2 separate regions of the Mus musculus genome follow, and region 2 is linked to region 1. Evidence: chromatin contacts called from public HiChIP or PLAC-seq data. All regions are on one chromosome and are shown on one strand. The core of a region is the stretch at or near the end of the contact, and the rest is flanking DNA. Distances in the headings are between cores, read along the strand shown.

Region 1 (4,902 bases), core at 1,535-4,034:
CTAACTTCTTGTAGTCAGTGACCTATAGGTTAAGAAATTGTCCTGTATTCCTGTGGTATTCCAAAACCCAGGGGGAACCACCCCACATAGGATCATAGACATGGCTGCTCAAGCCAGGCGTGGTGGAGCATGCCTTTAATCCCAGCACTTGGGAGGCAGAAAGAGGCAGGCCGATTTCTGAGTTCAAGGCCAGCCTGGTCTACAGAGTGAGTTCCAGGATAGCCAGGACTATACAGAGAAATCCTGTCTTAAAAAAAAAAAAAAAAAAAAAGAAAGAAAGAAAGAAAGAAAAGAAAAAAAGAGAAAGAAAGAAAGAAAGAAAGAAAGAAAGAAAGAAAGAAAGAAAGAAAAAAGGGCTGCTCAGAGTTCAAGTCCATGGGTGGAGACCACTGGGATCTCTGACCAATAAAACAGATGTGCCTGGTGTCCCTCCAGGCCTCTGCAGCATCTGGTACCCACTGCAGAGCATTGCTGGCTCCCCAGATCTGTTTGCAGACTGGGGTCGGTAGGGTCACCCATGTTCCTGGTTCTCCATAGCCAATGCATGCACAACATAACATGGGAGTGCAGATCCAGCACAGACTGAAGTAGCTTGTGCGGAATCTTGTTCAACAGGGAGCTCTCGGAAGCTCCTTGCTGAGTTACTGCTGGCTGATGAGTTGTGTAGGCCATTCCAGATGTCCACACTGTGGAAATGCGCAAACACCACTGACGGACTTCCCAGAGGAACCTGGGAATTGTCATTTCTACCACCCCCAGAAAGAGTATCGTTGCTCTTGCCATCTTGCAGATGGGGAAACTGAGGCTCTGGGAGGTGAAGTCACCCACTTGAGCAAGCGTGGTCCCACAGCAGAGCTAAAGGCAGGGCCCAGCTCCACATCTCTGGGCTCAGCTGCCCTCTTGTTTCCTAGGGACCAGACTTGCAAATCACACTGGCACAGAGACAAACAGGTTTGTCTGTCCCTGGCTTTTAGCTCCTCTGGGGGAACTGTGTCTCCAGGGACAGGCAGTTAGTTACCTGGTGACTGAGACAGCCCGGTGTTGGGGCCAAGGAGGGAGCCCCGTGGTGCCTTCCTCTTGTTAAGCTCCCCACTTCCCCCCATACCTCAGTTTGGCTTTGATGACGCCAACAGAGCCATTGGTAAGACTGAATGAAAGCGGTGGCGTCCTGGACCAGCCGCATTAGGCTTTGTGTGGACAGAGCCCTGCTGGGTGCTCACATCACTCACTGCCAGAGGGGGAGGGTGGGTGCCTCCACCGCAGCACCCACGCAGCTTCGCGGAGCCCGCTGTTCTGTGGGGCCACGGGTGGGGACAATTACGGACTCTGAAGCTCAGTGTGGACATTGAGATCTCTGCGCTCCTGAGAGCTCACCCTGGCTGTTACTCCCACTCCATCTGCAGCGAAGGTGGTGTCTTATCCCTGTTTGCAGCTCAAAGATCTAGTCGGGACCTTGCACATAGTAGACCATTAAGAAACACGCATTAAATGAGTGAACAAATACACAAGTCAAATTGTCGCCCCCTTTCCTGAGGACTCCTCGCAGCCCCCCGGGGGGAGGGGCGGGCTCTCCTTGGCAACCACACCCCAGCCTGGTGAAAATAGACACTTGATAAGGCCTCTCCGAGGAGGCCTACACAGAGATCCCAGAGGAAGAGGGGGGCTCGGTAGAAGGATCGAGCACCAAGGGAAGGCACTGTCAGCTTGGAGTGCGGGTGTGTCTGGGGTTGCTGGCGATGGGGGAGGGGGTCTTCCCCGGCCTGGAGAATGCAGATCCTCTGTAGACAGAAAACTTAGTTGCAGGAAGACATAGATCATGGCATATTTTAGAAACCCCAACATCCCGGGACCTGGGGAGCCCTTTCCTGCCCTCCACCCCACAGAGATCTGTCTGGGTTTTTAGAATTCTTGGAGACCTGAGGCGGTCCAGCCTACTCAGCAGCGATGCCCCACAGCTAAGCTTCCCTTGCTTCTCGGGTGGGAGCAGTTTCCGTGAACTCTGGGCAGCTGCAGGGAGGACGGGGGATCTTCAGGGAGGATCTCCAGGGGCAGACTCAGCTCCCCGGAGGCTCAGAGTGGGTGATAATCGGGGTTTCAGTGGTGGGGCCGGTTCTTCTGGCTCTGCCGAGACCCCTGGGTTGGCTAGAGTGGGCTCCTGAGAACGCCAGTTCCAAGGATGCGCACCCACGGCCGTGACTGGCGAGGTGAAAGATCGTGGGGATCCCAGCACTTCCAGCCAGAACAGACTCTTGGCAGCTAAACCGGACGTCACTAAGCAGAGCAGGGCATGGCGGGCTCCCAGGGCAGCCTTGAGGTTGAATGTTTCCCTCCCGGAGCACCAGCCCCTTCCTCATCAATTGAACAGGATTCCATGGTAACCCGGCGCCTTTCTCCCTCTGCGCCCTACGGTGAGCATCTCACCGCAACCCTATTTGGAGATGGAGAGATGGTGGTTAGACCAGCAGCAGGACTGGCCAGTCAGGACCTCCTATCTCATCAGGATCCCCGGGACTCATCGGTCTCACCTTCTCTACTCAGTCCACGCCTGTCACCTGCGATGCGCGCTCCTCTGGGCGCCCACCTAGGTGCAGGGCGCGGGGGAGGGGATCTTTCACACTGGGCACACTCGCGTGCCCTCCTCTGTCCCAGCGCCGAGGCTCCGCCGCTGGACCCCGCAGAGTGGGCGGAGGGATGCGGGTCGCGCTGCCCGCAAGCTCATCCCGCGGGGCTGCGGCAGGGGCAGAACCACGTCGTGTCCTCCCCCCACCCCCATTCCCGCCCCCGCGGCCGCGAGGGAAGCGGGCGAGCGCTAGGACCGCGCCGCTCCGCCTCCCGCCGCTATAAGAGGCCGCTCGAGCCCCACGCGGAACCGGCTCCGCGCCGCTGTCCCCGCGTCCCCACCCGGCTCCAACGCAGCGCAGCCCAGGCAGTCCCCGGCCTGCGTGGGGCGCCCGGGGCCCCGCGGCGCACCATGGGCGCTGCCCACTCGGCGTCCGAGGAGGTGCGGGAGCTCGAGGGCAAGACCGGCTGTGAGTACCACACCGTGGCCGGGAACCCTCGTTGGCGGGGACCATCGCCTGCATGCCCCCGCTTCGCGCCACCGTGCTGTGTGACCTTGGGCTAGTGGCTTGCCCTCTCTGTGCCCCGTTCTCGGGCTGCTTCTGATGGGTTCCCGCCAGCCGCCGTGCGGGCGACGCCGCTGGGAGGGGTTGGCAGCGACTCGGGCCTGGGGTAAGGGTGGCCCGAGAGGCGACTTGACCCAAGCCTCACCCGACCAGGGCGGAGCCCGGCAGGTAGCCGTGGCTTTGAGGGCCGGCGCCCCGGCAGCTCGGGAGAGCGCCGAGCGCGCGCTGCACCTGCAAGTCTGCGGCTGGGGAGCGGGGAGGAAAGTTTGGAAGTGGCGGGACCGGGAGGAGCCGCGCGGTCCGCGGTGACCTTAGGCGGGGGTCACCCTGCCGCCTCCCCGTGCGTCCCCACCCCCCGGCTGCAGGCTCGGGCACCGAGCCCAGCGTCCTCCAGGCTGGCCCGCACTCCCGGGACCGCAGAGGCCGGGCGGGGCGCGCCTGGGGGAAGCGCCCGTCCGCCCCGCGCTTGACCCTGGGCTCAGAAGCGACCAGGGGACCCGGACTTGCACGAGGGTGGGCAGGCGCGTGGACTCAACCTGTTTCGGTGGTGGGACAGAGCGGGTTGTGAGTTCTGCCAGGACTGTGTGACCTTGGACCAGTCAGTTCCCGTCTCAGTTTGCCTCCTCTGAGGAATGGGAGACTGGCGCACCCCCAGGGTTCCTGCGGCAGGAGGTTGCGGCTGAGTTGAGAGCACCCAGTCAGCCCCCCTCACCCCCCCAGAGGGGGACTGGGCTGGCACTCGCCTCCCCAGAGCCCGGTGAAGTCATAGAAAGTCCCCAGCTGCTGAGCGTCTACACCGCGCACACAGTATGCGAAGTGTGCAGCGGATCCGCGAGAGTCGTTTACACGACCCACTAAGGGCGCGCGCCATCGAGCCAGTCCCGGTGAGGGTCGACTGTGAGTGCGCTGCCTGGAGTGTGCGCACGGCGTGCAAGGGGAACCGCGTGCGAGCGGGAGTGTGGGCGCACTGTGTGCAAACCGGGAGTGTGTGCACGCACTGTGTGAAAGTCGAGAGTGTATGCACACTGTGTGTGAGACAAGCAGGTGTGTGTGCACAGTGTGTGAAAGTCTAGAGTGTGCGGGCACTTTGTGAAAACCAGGAGTGTATACACACTGTGTGCGAGGCAAGCAGGTATGTTTGCACACCGTATTGAAGGCAAACTGAAGTGTGTGCACTTCAATCAAACTGAAGCGTGGTTGTGTGTGCACACTGTGGGCACTGCAGTTTGAAGCACGGTTTCACTTTGGGGCTCGGGCTGCTCTGATCGGGGACACTCCCTGCCTCAGTCTCCCCAGTTCTGGGACTGCAGGGCAGCACCCTCCCCCACTTTTGTATTTTCTCTCTGAATTCATTTTGCTGACTACAAACCAAAAGTTTCATAAACCTGCCCCCGCCCGCCTCCTCCCAGGCCCACGTGATGGAGGACAGCAGGAGTCCCCGCCCACTTTGACTCGGTTTGACCCATTGCCAGTTGCTGTCCCAGATGGTGTGGGGAGAGCTGGGATTCCGGGTGCAGGTTGGGTCCCCACCGGAGCAGCACCCAGGGCCTTCTGGGGAAATTCCTGCGGGCTGTGGGTTTGACAGTGACGGGCTGCAGAGCATGCTGGGAGCCTTGTCAGTTTCCTGGGCCCAGCCTCCCACGGTGACAGATGCTCAGGCTCAGTGGCTGCCTGGAGGTGGCTGGGGTGGCTTCTTCACTTGCTGCCTGTGCTCAGAATTCAATTCTAAAGGGAGCTGGGCGGGGGGGGGGGGGGGGGGAACGACGGGACCCAAGGT
Region 2 (4,902 bases), core at 898-3,397, 36 kb after region 1:
GCCCAGTGAGCCCTCGCTTGGATTCAGGACTTCATCCTAACTCCACGGTGACCATCTCGGCGGAGAGCCCGAAGGTCAGAGCCAGAGTGACCAGCGGATGCATGGAACTCCTTCCTCACTTGGCATGGCCTCGGAACCTGTCCTGCTTCTTATGAGCCATCAGCGGCTCTGTCTCAGTGGCGGGGCGGTGGGCAGGCCGAGGACCTGGCTCAGGCGGGCGTCCAGCAGTGGCGAGGGCAGTGGGTTGGCAGGCCGAGGACCTGGCTCAGGCAGGTGTCTGGCAGTGGCGGGGACGCCTGCTGATGCCTCTCCCTCCATTCCAGATCTGGCAGGGCATCGACATCGAGACCAAGATGCACATTCGTTTCCTCAACATGGAGACCATCGCCCTCTGCCACTGACCTGCTGCCTGCTGCCCGTGCAAGGGAGGGGGTGGCTGGAAGCTGGGGGTGACCGAGGACGGATGTTCAGCCCTATGCCTGGGCTTCTGTGACAATCAGTAACCCTTCTTCAGTTATCCTCCTCGTGGGGTGTGGTGTGTGGGACTCCGATATTTTTATCTCTAATGGTGACAATAAAGGTTTCCTAATGAGTCCGGCATCCCCATCTGTCCCTCACATCCCTTAAAAGAACCTGGTCTTGGGTGACATGAGACTGACTCTGAGGAGCAGGCAGAGACTGGTGAGGCCCTCTGTCCTGTCTGTTGGCCCTTGTATACCATCTGCTTTCCTCCTTGAAGGACTGGGCATCTACCTGTGGTCCCCACCTGGTGGGGGGGGGGGGGAGCCAGGAAGAGTCTGTCTGGGCAGGCTTCCAGAAGACCTGGCGTGTAGGTAATGGGGGTTTTCTTAGCACCATCACTGCTGGCTGGCTGCTGGTGTCAGCTCCTGATGGAGGGTACCTACAATTGGGGTTGCCATGGTTCCTCCTGACAGCATGGACCCAGATGCGAGCCCAGGAAACTCTGGCCCCCAGCACAGGCGGTAGTGGAGACTAGAGGTGCCTACTGCAGGTAGGTAGCTTATACATCTTGGCTTGTCAGGATGGGTGGGGGGCCAGTAGAGCCAAAATATTGACTGCAGAGCAGAGGTCGTCCCCCCACCCCAACCAGTGGGTTGCTGGTGCTTGTTATCTAGGTCTCTCAGGTGTTGTTCTAGGATGCTTTTGTTCCCTCTGTTGACGCTGGGAGGTGCCTTTCTAGACTCCAGGAAGTTCTTTGGGTGACTGGCACCTGATGCTGTTGGCATGCTTAGTTAGATGTCTTGTTCTGAGCATGTTTGATCTCATTTGTGTTGTCTGTCAATGGCCACATCATGGTTGGCTGGACACCTGTAGCTGGAGCTCCCTTAAGGCCCAGAGGGCAGTCATGAAGTATTTCCACTCCATCCGCTAACCCCGTTTTCCTGCCAGTTCTTTGCCATGTGCGTGCAGCATTTTTCTCTCTAACTTTTATGTGTCTGTGCCTATGTGCATAGGAGTGCACATTGGCTAGAGGAGGGATTCAGATCCTCTGGGGCTGGAGTTGGGGGTGCCGGCTTGTTCTGTGGGTACCAAGAGCTAAACTCTGGTTCTCATAATTGTACAGCCTCCTAATGGATACACTTTAAGTTGTTACCATCAGGTGTGACCCTGTGTGTGTGTGTGTATAGGTCAGAGGACAATATGCCTGTTCTTGCCTCCTGCCACATTGAGGCAGCCCCCCCCCCCCCCCAACATCTGTGTACTCCAGACTGACTTCTGGCAACTGTCCTGTCTCTGCCTCCCATCTCACAGGAGCTCTGGGATTACAGATGTGGACTACCACATCGGCTTTTTAATATGAGGAAAAGAAGTGTATATGCCTTTGTTTGTACACATGAGTGTGGGTGCCCCGAGCCAAGGCTATCAGCACCCCTGGAGCTGCTTGATGTGGGTGTTGGGAACTCATCTGTCTTTTTAGCCCCTGCCCCTCCCCCCTTTTTCCTGGGGATCAAACTCAAGCTGTCAGGCTCTTGCACCAGTTGCTCTTACTTCCTAAGCCTCGCGGCACGTACATCTTAGCTCTGCTGGTTTGGTGAAAATACTGGTGTCTGCCATCAGCACTGCTCAGGGGATGGTGACTCATGCCTGAACAAACAATCCTGGTGCCAGAACAGAGCGGATTGTTCTGGTCTCAGTAGAGACCCCTGCAGCCTTCTCTCTCGCTGTGGGTGCTTGCTCGTCATGACTGATGGCAGGCTCTGTCTCCATGGTGATGTGCCAGATTCAGTGGCTGCTTCTATGGGTCCCTTCCATGCTGCCCTCCCCAAGCAGGCTGTCTCAAGTGGTTCCGAGAGGTGGACGGATCTTCTCAACAACAGGTGTCCTCCGTAATGTGCACGAAGGGGAAAATGGTAACTTGACTAAGTAAGTGAGCCCTGGCCTACTGCTGGGGGTGAGGTGCAAGCTAGTATGCCTTACTTAAAAGCAAAACATGCTATGTGGCCAGTTATAGGGGTGTGCAGAGATGTGCTCAGGGGATGTGGTAGGATGGTGCTGTGTGTATGCGTGTGAGGGTGCTAGATTGGTTACTATGTTGGACCCCAGAGGCAAGTGAGGAGCTGAGGGGGTCTGCAGGTGTTCTGAGCAAGCACTTGGCAGGCAGGGCTGGCCTGTGTTTGATGCTGGCCTGCAGGGCCACTCAACACCACCCACTCTCCTGGACTGGTGAGGAAGGAGGTCAGAAGGAAGGCACTGCCAGGGCCGTGCTTTTGAACACAGGCCTCAGTTTGATAAAAAAAAAAAAAAAAAAAAAAAAAAAGCCCCAGCAAAGCAGCAGGCAGGAGCAGATATGGGGGCTCCCATCTCCCTGCTCAGAGCCAAGCAAACTGTCAGCTCTGGGGAGAACCCAACAAAGGTATACCTCACCACTTGGGGACTTCCTGGCTTCTAGGTTTCTACTGGCTCTAGGGCTCTAGAAAGCCAGCAGGTCAGCAGGGGGACATAATGCATAAACTATCTGGAGCCTGGCTTCCTGGACTCCATGCTGTGGTGAGGAGGGGGCTGCAGGCTCTGGGCAGCTGCCACTTTGGCATCTCCTGGGCCTGGGTTTCCTGAGACTCTCCCACTTTCAGTGGTGTCCTTTCTCAACAAAGGCAGTTCATGAATGTAAAATGTTTTCATAAATAATGGATCGCCTTCCCTCGGCCAGAGCCCGGAGGTCTAGCAGGGAAGATGCTGTGATGGACGTTCATCAAGCGTGCTGGCTGGTGCTCCCCTTTGAGGGCCTACTAATGTCTTTGAAGCTCTGGGCACAGCTAATCCAAACAGCTAATTAAAACGAGATTGACTCACTGGGAGCCTAGTCCTCCAGGACCAGAAGCAAGCTCGTTTGTTCACAATGGCGAGGCCAGGCTGCCTCCCCACTGTCGAAACCACCAGGAGTACCAACTGCTTGGCTCCCAGCATGCTCTGCAGCTGCCTACCTAGGCAGGATAAAGACCATGAATTGGTGCAAACCTGCTCCCCAGGAGTACAGACTAATTCCTTGGTATCCCCCACCCTGGGGGACTTCTGGCTACTGCCCTGGGCAGCCTCACCAGTGGGCCGTGGGGTCTGCAGGGCAGGGAGGAAGCAGGTAGATTGTTTCTTGCAGGACTGTGTGTAGGTGGGTGGTGCTCCGCCCCTGTGCAGCCAGACCTCCCATCGCTGTGTGACACGAGCCAGATGAGGTGCCTCCATCATCAGTGTGAAGCAGGCTTTGTGCTAACATTTATTTGGGGACAGGTAAGTACAGGCTCTTCATCAACCACACTGAAGCTGACTTGGTGGCACCCAAGGCTACTGCTGAGGAGCTGGGAGTAGGGCTGTGGGTAGAGAAGCAGGCAGAGCTGGGGCCTCAGTGGCTGGGTGGAGGTTGGGTGTGCTCTCTATTCTGTAGCAGACTGAAAGCGAGATCTACCCTACAGTACTGTCCTGTTACTGACAATTGATTCTAGAGATTGGTCCTCAAACTTAAAATCCTCCTGAGTGGTGGGACACTCAGCGAGTGTGTGTGTGTGGCATCACAATGCTCTACTTATAAAGTTGTCCCCTCCCCCAGTTTGGTGGTGGTTGGAGGCTAATGTTTAATCTGATACTTTCCCCGGAGGGCTGTGTGATACAAACCTCATAGACATGGCTGGATGGATACCTGCAGCCTAGTGACACAGAACTTATGGGTAAGAAACAGAGCAAGCCCAGAGCAGCCTGCCACTCTGACCACTTGGCAAACCAGGCTCTTCGAGACGTGAACAAAGCCCCTCTGTTAGGTGGGAGAGGGCAGGCCCTCAGGTCTGATCCTCTGCAGTTGACCAGTCCAAGTTCCACTGTGCTGGAAGAGGCCCAAGTTGGTGGAAGGAGAGGCAGAAGTGCAAGTCACCTTGAGGTTTGGCAAACACCTGCCATAAAGGCTGTCCTTGTATGCCGTGACCTTGAGGGAGCCAGTGCCGGAACCAGGCCACTCCCGATGGCATCACTGGCACCTTTGTCTTCATGAGTTGGACAAATGCCAACAGGGCTTGGGGCAGGAACATGGCCACAGGAGGACTCGGAACTCTGGCCAGGGCAGGGTGGCAAAACAGTAACACTAAGCCAGCAAGGGACAGGCTTGTCCCCACAGGGAAAGTGGGGGGACTCAAAGGGCCCCTGCCGCGGTGAGAGGCAGCACGTCTGTCTTGGGAAGGGCAGCTGCCACAGCACAAGCTCGGCTCGGCCAGGCACAGGCTGGTGCTCCTCTTCTGTTCCAGGGAGAAGTTCCCTAGTGCACCGCAGTAGGCCCAGGCTGCTGCACAGGAGGGGCTCTGCCACCTCGCACACGGGCAGTGCTGGCCAAGTCACCGCAGGCCTGCCGCAGGAGCCAGGTAACCCATCTGGCTTGGCTGTGTGGGCCACGGTGCCATGGCC

The links. HiChIP or PLAC-seq counts read pairs in DNA pulled down with a chosen protein or histone mark.
Region 2: a contact with region 1 is called in an HNF4G HiChIP or PLAC-seq map of pancreatic cancer cells. The contact joins the enhancer-like site here to the promoter of Tesc in region 1. A contact is called at or near these places in 7 of 39 promoter capture datasets (the 3T3-L1 cell line, HPC-7-derived erythroid cells, cancer-associated fibroblasts and 4 more), 3 of 15 datasets of contacts at CTCF or cohesin (CD8 T cells, hippocampal excitatory neurons and stem cell-derived epiblast-like cells), 118 of 484 Hi-C or Micro-C datasets (the AML12 cell line, B cells, the C10 cell line and 73 more), 23 of 115 datasets of contacts at active chromatin or transcription factors (CD4 single positive thymocytes, the HPC-7 cell line, Th17 cells and 16 more) and 4 of 9 other capture datasets (adipose tissue, embryonic tail, liver and 1 more).

The regions. Positions count from the first base shown.
Region 1 is chr5:118,024,959-118,029,860 of GRCm38.p6, forward strand. Tesc (tescalcin) reads left to right here and starts at 2,785. Exons shown (of 8, transcript NM_021344.4): 1 at 2,785-3,029. The coding sequence starts at 2,972.
Region 2 is chr5:118,061,279-118,066,180 of GRCm38.p6, forward strand. It overlaps Tesc (tescalcin), which reads left to right. Exons shown (of 8, transcript NM_021344.4): 8 at 324-600. The coding sequence ends at 401. It overlaps Fbxw8 (F-box and WD-40 domain protein 8), which reads right to left. Exons shown (of 11, transcript NM_172721.2): 11 at 3,703-4,902. Among named protein-coding and RNA genes, the nearest start is that of Gm30466, 6.8 kb to the right of the region's middle. Within about 2 kb of position 2,148, at least 45 of the 459 cell types and tissues checked have an H3K27ac peak or open chromatin away from gene starts, as enhancers often do. A contact at or near this core is called in the AML12 cell line, the HL-1 cell line, the N1E-115 cell line and 11 more, where this site is marked.